Regions from separate parts of the Rattus norvegicus genome. Here region 2 is linked to region 1. Evidence: chromatin contacts called from public Hi-C data. All regions are on one chromosome and are shown on one strand. The core of a region is the stretch at or near the end of the contact, and the rest is flanking DNA. Distances in the headings are between cores, read along the strand shown. Region 1 overlaps Pde7b (phosphodiesterase 7B). Region 2 has its middle 25 kb from the start of Ahi1.

Region 1 (4,406 bases), core at 1,541-4,040:
TGCACACGAAGAGAGTGAATCAAAGCAACCTATTGTTTATAAGAATGTCTAGACTTTTTAGGAACCCAATTTTTGAGAGCAAGCGCGTCATTAATATGACCTTCGTGCTGTGGAGAAGGAAGTTCTAGACGATTCTCACTTTAAATTTCATTTACCTCATTCTGTGTCTGTCAGGAGGGGTTTTAATCAGATCCTGGGGTGTGGGTGCCCGAGTAGCATCTGTTTTATTTCCAGGTGGATACATTTCCTTATTCTGATTTACCACAAGGCCAGGGGCTCTCTCTACTTTGCAATGATTTAATTTTTTGGCAGAGCAAATATTCTGGCCTTAACAACCTTGAAAAGGTCCAGTTTAAACAGAGAGCTTCCTGCCCATTCCATGTGGTATTTAAATATAAATAAGACATTTAGTGTGATATGAACAAACCCAGGAGAACAATTTAATCCTGAGGGCCTCCTACTCAGTTGGTAAATTTTTTTTTTTTAGAAAAAGACGTTTTATTGAAATACAAAAGGGAACCACAATAATCAGTTTATGATTTGTATTATACTTTGCCTTGGGAAATCACAAGTTATCTTCTGACCTGCTTCTCCTGTATTTCACCTTCTAATGTTTTTGCAATGATCCTTCTAAGGACACTTTTCAGTATACTCACTTTTAATTTCCCCGACCGCTCGTGAAAAGTTCAGCAATAGCATTAAACTCCATCCCCCAATTCTTCCAAATGGATCAGTCTTTATACACAAAATACTAAATTCCCTTACAGTTTTTTTTTTAAAAGAGAACTCAGTGTTTAGATGATGTCCATTACAGCATCTCTAGATCAGTTTGGGGAACGCAGACTACAGTGGAAATTCCGACGGCTCAAAATTCCCCTGTGTTGACATCATCCCTAAAATGTACTGAGAGATTCCCAAATATCAGAGGCATTTCCCATGCCCCTGTCCTAAGACGCTGTACTGCGTTTCTTTGCATTATGCTCCTGGAGGAAGTGTGCTGCAGAGGAAAAAGCACACACCACAAAGTTCAAATGTTTTCCACAAAGGCAAGGGACAAGCCCTTGTTTGTTTGTTTGTTTTTTCCTCAGGAACATTGCTCAGAGAGAGACTTTGCTCAGACAGCTTGTGCAAGGATGGGATGGGTGGGAGTTATTTAATTCCATGTCTGTCAGGAGGAGCAGATGGAGCTGAACATTGTTTTGTGCATCATTGCTTCAGGTTACCAAGTAATCGACTTTACTTGAGACCTACAGTAATCAGGCATCCGTACATGCATTTCTTTACAAAGGAGATAGACAAAATTCGGTGACCATGTGTTGGCTTGTGTGTGGGTTTGTGTACATGGGTACAGGTGCCCGTGGAAGTCAGAAGAGGGCGTCAGATCCCCTGGAGCTGGAGTAACAGGCAGTTGTGAACTGCCTGATGTGGGTGCTGGAAATCAAAGTTGGGTCCTCTACAAGAGAGGTCCGTAATTCTGCTGAGTCAGCTTTCCGGCCCCAGCTAAACAACTGTTTAAAAAGGAAAACAAGCTCCTGGGTAGAAATGTAGATATTGAAGCCAGGGAGCCTGGTTTGAGGTCCAAGTGCTGCTTGATCAACTTTGAGCAGTAACAACACCGCCTCAGGGAGCTGCTATGTGGACTGAGCTAACACACGCCTTCCCTATGTGAAGAGCCTCACGCCTGAGCTATTCTCCTTAGAGTCTTTGTCTTGTTTGACTTTACCGTGACAGAAGAGCTGGGAACCAAACGAGCTATATTTTCTCGTTAGAGAAGTCCTCTAAAACACATTCGACATATGCTCTGCCCAAGGTACATTCTGTAGAGGGCCACTATAACATTCGCCACCACAAGATGGCGCTGGCTTCCACTGCGCCCCACGTGGAAGGCCGGAATAGCTTTGCCATTACAAGATGGCGCTGGCCTCTGCCGCGCCAGCCGACTTCCTTTCAGGAAGTTAACTGTGTGCACATGTGCAAGAGTGCCTTCGTGCCAGGTCTTTGCCCACTCCGGGGCGTGCCTAATGAGATCATGGGTAAGCGACCAATCAGGTGTAGATGCGCCGCGCTAGGGTGTATATAAGCCGTGCCATGCCGGCGTCCCTGGCCTCTCTTTAAGATTCAATAAACGTTTAGCTACAATAAGGATTCGTGTGTCCGCGCGTGCGTTTCCTGCTGGTGGGACATTGGGCGCGGGACAACATTCTACTAATTATAGACATGATAAAAATCTAGGGTTCAAGTCACAGTTATAGTATCCAGGTATCTGTCTGATCCCAGCACTCAGGAGGCAGAGGCAGGTGGATCTACAAAGTTCAAGGCCAGCCTGGTCTACAGAGCAAGTCCAGGTCAGCCAGGGCTACACAGAGAAACCCTGTCTCAAAAAACCAACCCAATCAAACCAAACCAAACCAAACCAAACCAAATTAAACCAAACCAAACAACAACAACAACAACAACAACAGAACCCCAAATACGTTGCTTAAAAATCCCTTCAAGAATCTCAAATATTCTGTATTTCGCAGCACTGTCCAGCTTTACTTGACTTGCATGAAAGGGAGCTTGCTTTATTTTTCCCCCATAATGCCTGTTGCTGACTCAGGGTACAGAAAAGAACAAATTGTGTAATTTGAGTTGAGAGCAATCATTTTTGCAGTTGTTCTTCTAAAAATGAAAGAAAAGAAAGAAAAAAAACCCTCACATAAAGAGCCAAAACTTGCTTAGAGACCTGCGAGCCCTGCTCCCATTGACGTCACTTGGAAGTTGTGTGGGCAGAAATTGGCTGACTTCCTCCAGTGTGTCTTTTGAAAGCTGAACATACTGGAAAAAAAGGCAGTCTTTTCATCTCAAACAACAGTAGGGAGAAAAGTCCCACAAACAGCTCTCCTGTTTATAGCCAAACACCCATCTGAGCACCACGCTTGTGCAACGGATTCTCTTAGAGCTCAGCGAGGGAAGGGTGGCTTCCTTATCTGAAGGGGTGAACACACGATGTCAAAATGAAAACTCCCGATCAGATGTCGAAACTGAAACTTAGAGAGTTCCAGAATCATTCAGAAGGTCACCAGAGGCCCAAGGCCGGAGTGAAACCCAGACATTCTGTTTTCTAGTTCTTTGTCCAGCTCAGGATGTGACACTTGGCATTCCTGTACACGTCTCTTCATCATCCAGACCCCAGGACCCGAAGAGCATATTGCTGAGAGCCAGGAGCTGGTCTACTGCAGATGCTACCAGTAGCCATGGAAACAAGCTATCAGAGTCTGTTGATATTGAAGAAAGCCTGAAGATGTTGGGGAGTCACAGAACGCTGCCCCTAGATAGTGCCATGGATTACCACCTTGGTCCTGATCCGGGAACTTTCTTAGTTCTAAGTGTTCTGCTCTCCGAGGCCACAGCTTGGGGATGAGAAGAAGGCAGTGCCCCAACTGCATTTCACCTTCTAGTTTTATTCTTATAAAAATCTGGTCCTGACTCACTAACTCATTCACTGAAAAAGTCTACATTAAAAGTCTATTTGGGGGCCTGGGAGAGAGCTCACTTACCTTGCAAGCATCATGGCCTGAGTTCAATTCCCACACCCCGTGTTTAAAAAGTGTGCACTTGGAATTCCAGTGCTCAGAGAGGTAGAGGCAGGCAGAGCCCTGGAGCCTGCTGGCCAACCAGCCAGCCTTCCTTGCCTATTGGCTAGTGTCAGTCCAGCAAAAGACCCTGTCTCAATTTGTTCTTTAAATCAAAAAGACATTATGGTACCTGAGGAACAGCCCCTAGGGTTGTCCTCTGACATATGTTAGCACACATGTGCATGCAGCCTGTAGGGTTGTCCTCTGACATATGTTAGCACACATGTGAATGTAGCCCCTAGGGTTGTCCTCTGACATATGTTAGCACACATGTGCATGCAGCCCCTAGGGTTGTCCTCTGACATATGTTAGCACACATGTGCATGCAGCCCATAGGGTTGTCCTTTGACATATGTTAGCACACATGTGCATGCAGCCCATAGGGTTGTCCTCTGACACATGTTAGCACACATGTATATGCAGGGGTTCACATTCCAAGCGATGGATGAGAACACAGCCCACATAGACTTTGAAACCAGTTGTAGGCAATCAACCAGAGAACATTTTCAAATTCAAATTCTGAAGATCCATTTAATAAAAGACGTCTGGCTAATATTTTCCCTACCAAAAACTAATAAACCACATATCACATTTTCCAGGTTGTCAGTCCCAACAGCCTCTCATCTTAAAGGGTATAAACCTATTTTTTCACCTCGTTACGAATTCACGCATAGTCTTTAACCAGCTGCGCACAGTGGAAGCCATGGAGAAGCCATGCACTAAGAGGTTTTACTTTTCTGCCTGGCTCCTCCATTCTGCTTCTTAAGGGAAGAAGCCATCATTGGTAAA
Region 2 (4,351 bases), core at 1,022-3,521, 290 kb after region 1:
TTTATGGTAACTACAGAAAATAAATCTTAAATGAACTAACTTTTAACTTCAAACTATAGTGTTTTGAATAAGATAAATATTCAAAACACAAAACACACACACACACACACACACACACACACACCTAAAGAGACCTCAATGAAATGGAAATGAATGTTCTCCAGCTCAAAGCCATGAGAATTTAAATAGAGTTATTGTATCTCCCAGCTAGAAGGAATCTTAGAAATCATCTTGTTTAACACCCTCTGAGTTCACAGTGTTGGAATTTTTATAGCTCTTACAGTCCAAATAATTTTAAATTTGCAACGCCACTTCTATGAAACAGATTATACGGTTGTTTAAACCCTCAATTCACAACAATAAAACCTTTCTTTGCACATATGTTGAAATCACACTATTTTAAATGAATGCTTCTTACCTAGAGAAGGGGGGATATGGCATCAGAAAGCTCTCAGCCTATAGCCTCTGCCTCCACAGATGAGACCTTAGTGAAGATGTGACACTTGCTGGCAGGATGTGCACCCACAACCTTAGTAGCCAAAGATGCTGAGTGAAGTCATTGCCTCTAAGACTCCTGAGATGGAGACCAAGGAGCATGTCCCTTCTGTTTTATGATGACATCTTTTAAGAGTAGAGTAGAGGGCAACAGCCTCAAATATTAAGCAGATTTCTCTTATACTATTAGGAAAATCATTTAATCAATGCAGCATCCTGAGTGCTGCATTTCTTCCCTCTCAGACGTGACCTCTCCTCCAGGCATTAGGTTTTGTTGTGTATGTGGCAATAGCCCGGACTCTGTCTCCGTGAGCACAGCAGACGGTACTCTGTGGGCACGAGTGCAAATCTCAATTCACTTTTGCAGACTTGACAGAGAAAGGTTTCCTAGAGGGAAGAGTGCTATCAAGTGCCCACTCCCTTTTTAATGGGATTATTTGAGAATATTTTCTGATAGTTAAAAGAGTTCTGGTAGGAGAAATAGGAAAGGGAGCTCTTTGAGAATGAGAAAAAGAGCTAAATCCAGAAGAAGAATGGAGGTGGGAAAATAATAATAAAGATGTAAAGAAAAGCTAACAGGCAAATATCCAGAGCAGAGGCACCCAGCAGTTCTACAGGTCATGATGCCTATGAACCACAGCAACAATCGTCATGGCATGTTAACCCTAAGGGTGCAGTTGTGGTACACATTCTTCAGCGGTAACCATCAGCCTTTTCACTGGACCTAAGACACCCTCAGCAAGAGGAAGGTCATTCCCAATACTGAAAACCTAGCTAACTGCTCAGTTCTAGTGAAGTCGTGGTTATTGAAGGAAAATCTACAACCACTAATTTATTAAACTAGCATAAACCCTAACAATAACCTATAAACATTTGTCCTTATTTCCACAGAGAGCCACAACCAGTCAAAATAGAGTTGTCAAGCTCGATCCCAATGGTTATACCTACACATGCTTAGGGGACTCTGTGGACAATCACAGAGGCCAGAGTCTCTGGAAATTTCCTATAAGATTGTGTCTCCTGGTAGTATTATAAGCTTCACACATATAGTCTCAACAACATGGCTATCTAATCGTGAACGGAACAAGGACAGTCAAAGTAGAGGGACGAAAGCCCAGAAGACCTCAACGCTATACAAAGAACTATAGGCAACTTATGAACTCTGGGAGCAGGAGAGGCGGTCTTCTCCAGGGAAAAGCAAACAATTGGTGCCAAATGGTCATCCTTGGAAACAGGTATACAAATAACATTATATGAAGTGAGCAGGTTATATTTAAGAATACATGTGTGTTTGCATATATTTATATGCCTGCAATAACAATTAGCAAACAAAGAGACTTTGAAGGCACGCAGTGAAAGAGATGGGAGGGCTTTGGAGGGAAGAAAGGGAGGGATGAAATGTTGCAATTAAAACCCCAAAAATAAAATATAAAAACAGTACGCTGTAGTAAGGACTTCTCTGAAACCCATGTTATAGGCTTGACCTAGAGAGCTGCAGACTGCCATAAGCTGATTTGGTCAAAAATCAACAATGATTCTCGGTTGCTCATCTGAGGTAGAAAGCCAGGAAATTGGCATGCAGTCTCATGCCTACACTCTCAGCCCTGGAGAGATCAGAATATCAGGACTGCTCTGAATTTGAAGACGGCTTGGGCTACAAAATAAGACTCTGTCTCACAAGAGCAAAAAGAAAACAAGAACCAGGAAATATATAGCCTGCCTGCTCCGTTGGTTGGAAGGAAAGACAAAATTCAGAAACACACAAAACCCTAGAGCTTTGGTGACCTCTTGTGGGGTACTTTGTTAGCAGCGCATAATAAAACGTTTCTATACTAGAGTTCAGTTGGGTTTTCTTTGTGACGTGGGAATTCGGTGATAGTGCCTGCCTAAGAGCAAACTCCAGCCTCAGCTTGGGAATGTCTACTCATGCGTAGAATTATCAATGAGTCGGAGTGCTTTGCTACTGGAGTCCAAAGTGGACTGAGCGGAAATGTCCAGCAACCAGATCTAGGCTGTGGTAGCATTGGCACCATTGCTCGGATTTGTGTCACTGCGCTTCACTGACTGTCACTATTTCCGTGTGCCCTGGAGCATCATTTTCAGAGCTCCATAGAAGGAGCATGCACTTCCCTGAAGCACTTAGTGATCAGACGCACTTGCTTTTTATTGACTAAGAAATCTAAAATAGACATAAGGTTCCGCTAAACAATTTTTTCCTCTTAGCTTCTGTCTCCCTGAAAGCCAACATGTGGTCAGCTTTATGACTTTGAATATGGTTAAGCAAAAGTGTGACATCTGGATATTTTGAAAAACAGGCGCATAAAACTAAAGGCTACCAAACGCCCATTGCAAAGCTCAGAGCCAAGTTGTCTAATGAAGTTGTAGACATGTTAACCCATTTTCCTTTACTTATATTTCATTCTTTGTATACACGGTAACACGTTTTCCTTTACTTATAAGCTAGTTTTAAGAGCTTATGCATTGATTATAAACAAAGATTACGGGGTTGGTGATTTAGCTCAGTGGTAGAGCGCTTGCCTAGCAAGCACAAGGCCCTGGGTTCGGTCCCCAGCTCCGAAAAATAAAAAATAAACAAAGATTACCCATAAAATATTTCCAGCACACAAGGCTTGCAGCTCAACTGTGGAAGTCAGGTGCATTATTCATTCATGTCTGGGTTTACAATTAAGAAGAAGAATATTAATATTTAGTATTTTCTCCATTGCTTGGAGCATATGTGTGTGTGTGTAGTGCAATACTTATAATATCATAATACTGATGATCATAAAGCACTTAAAAAGTTAAATTGTAATTACATGAACTTTGGAAATTTAAAAGTAAATCAGGCAATCTCTACCCAAACACAATTATCTCCATATTTGTTCATCCAAATAAACTTGCAATTTTACGTGGTTACGCGGAAGGCGCATCTCTTGTTGCGATTGTTACTTCTAGTCCCATATTTCCTACACTCTTCCTACTTCTCATCTTGGACAAGAAAATATTTTATCATATTGACGAAACAGCCTTCGTATATAAGTTGTTTTCAGCTCGATATTAACTGCGATGCTTCAGTGAGTATCTTTATATAAAAGCTTTAAAATGGCTTCATTAAAGCCAATAATCTGGGCTTCATCTGTTTTGAAATAGCTCTCTTGGTTAAGAGATGACATACCCAAAAAAGGGGGGAAGGAAGAAAAGAAAGAGAAGAGAGAGAAAGAAAGAAAAAGAGAAAGGAAGGAAGAGAAAGAAAGAAGAAAAGACCTCCCATTTCTTTGGAGTTTAATGAGAAATTTTATCAACAGGATAGGGGGGAAATCACAGAACTTGGAGGGAGGGAGAGGGAGAGGGACAGGGAGAGGGGGAGGGGGAGGGGAGGGGAGGGGGAGGGGAAAAGGGGAGGGAGAGGGGGAGGGGGAGGGAGAGGGAGAGGGGGAGAGAGAGAGAGAGAGGGAGAGAGAGAGAGAGAGAGAGAGAGAGAGAGAGAGAGAGAGAGAGAGAGAGAGAGACTGTACTGCCAATCTATGGAACGTGAAGTGAAAAGTGAAACCGCTGCCAAGGCCAAAAAGATGACCCAGGATGAGCTCCAACTGTTAAAGAACTGTTCACAGGTTGGGGAAGGTGGGAAGACGCCGACACCTCCCCCTTCCCTCCCCCTCCCCCTTCCCTCCCCCTCCTCCTCCCCCCTCCCACTCCCCTCCCCCTCCCCTCCCCTTCCCCTCCCCTCCCCCTGTCTCTCCTGCCTTCCCAAACTGCGCCACAACTGGCTCACGCAATGGACAAAACGGAAGGGAATCCCGAAAGGTAAGGGCCACAGTGGATTCTGCAGTGTTCGGAGAAGAGCCTCTTGGAGCAG

What was found. A called contact is a pair of places that touch in the nucleus more often than the background predicts.
Region 2: a contact with region 1 is called in a Hi-C map of Schwann cells, with 6 times the contacts expected there. The contact joins two enhancer-like sites. A contact is called at or near these places in 2 of 12 Hi-C or Micro-C datasets (the Rat2 cell line and Schwann cells) and 1 of 1 datasets of contacts at active chromatin or transcription factors (oligodendrocytes).

The regions. Positions count from the first base shown.
Region 1 is chr1:17,259,986-17,264,391 of GRCr8, forward strand. All of the region lies in intron 1 of Pde7b (phosphodiesterase 7B), which reads right to left. It overlaps LOC134484962 (histidine-rich glycoprotein-like), which reads right to left. Exons shown (of 1, transcript XM_063280802.1): 1 at 1-4,406. Among named protein-coding and RNA genes, the nearest start is that of Pde7b, 50 kb to the right of the region's middle. Within about 2 kb of position 2,791, at least 40 of the 93 cell types and tissues checked have an H3K27ac peak or open chromatin away from gene starts, as enhancers often do. A contact at or near this core is called in Schwann cells, where this site is marked.
Region 2 is chr1:17,554,535-17,558,885 of GRCr8, forward strand. No RefSeq gene overlaps it. Among named protein-coding and RNA genes, the nearest start is that of Ahi1, 25 kb to the right of the region's middle. Within about 2 kb of position 2,272, at least 4 of the 93 cell types and tissues checked have an H3K27ac peak or open chromatin away from gene starts, as enhancers often do. A contact at or near this core is called in Schwann cells, where this site is marked.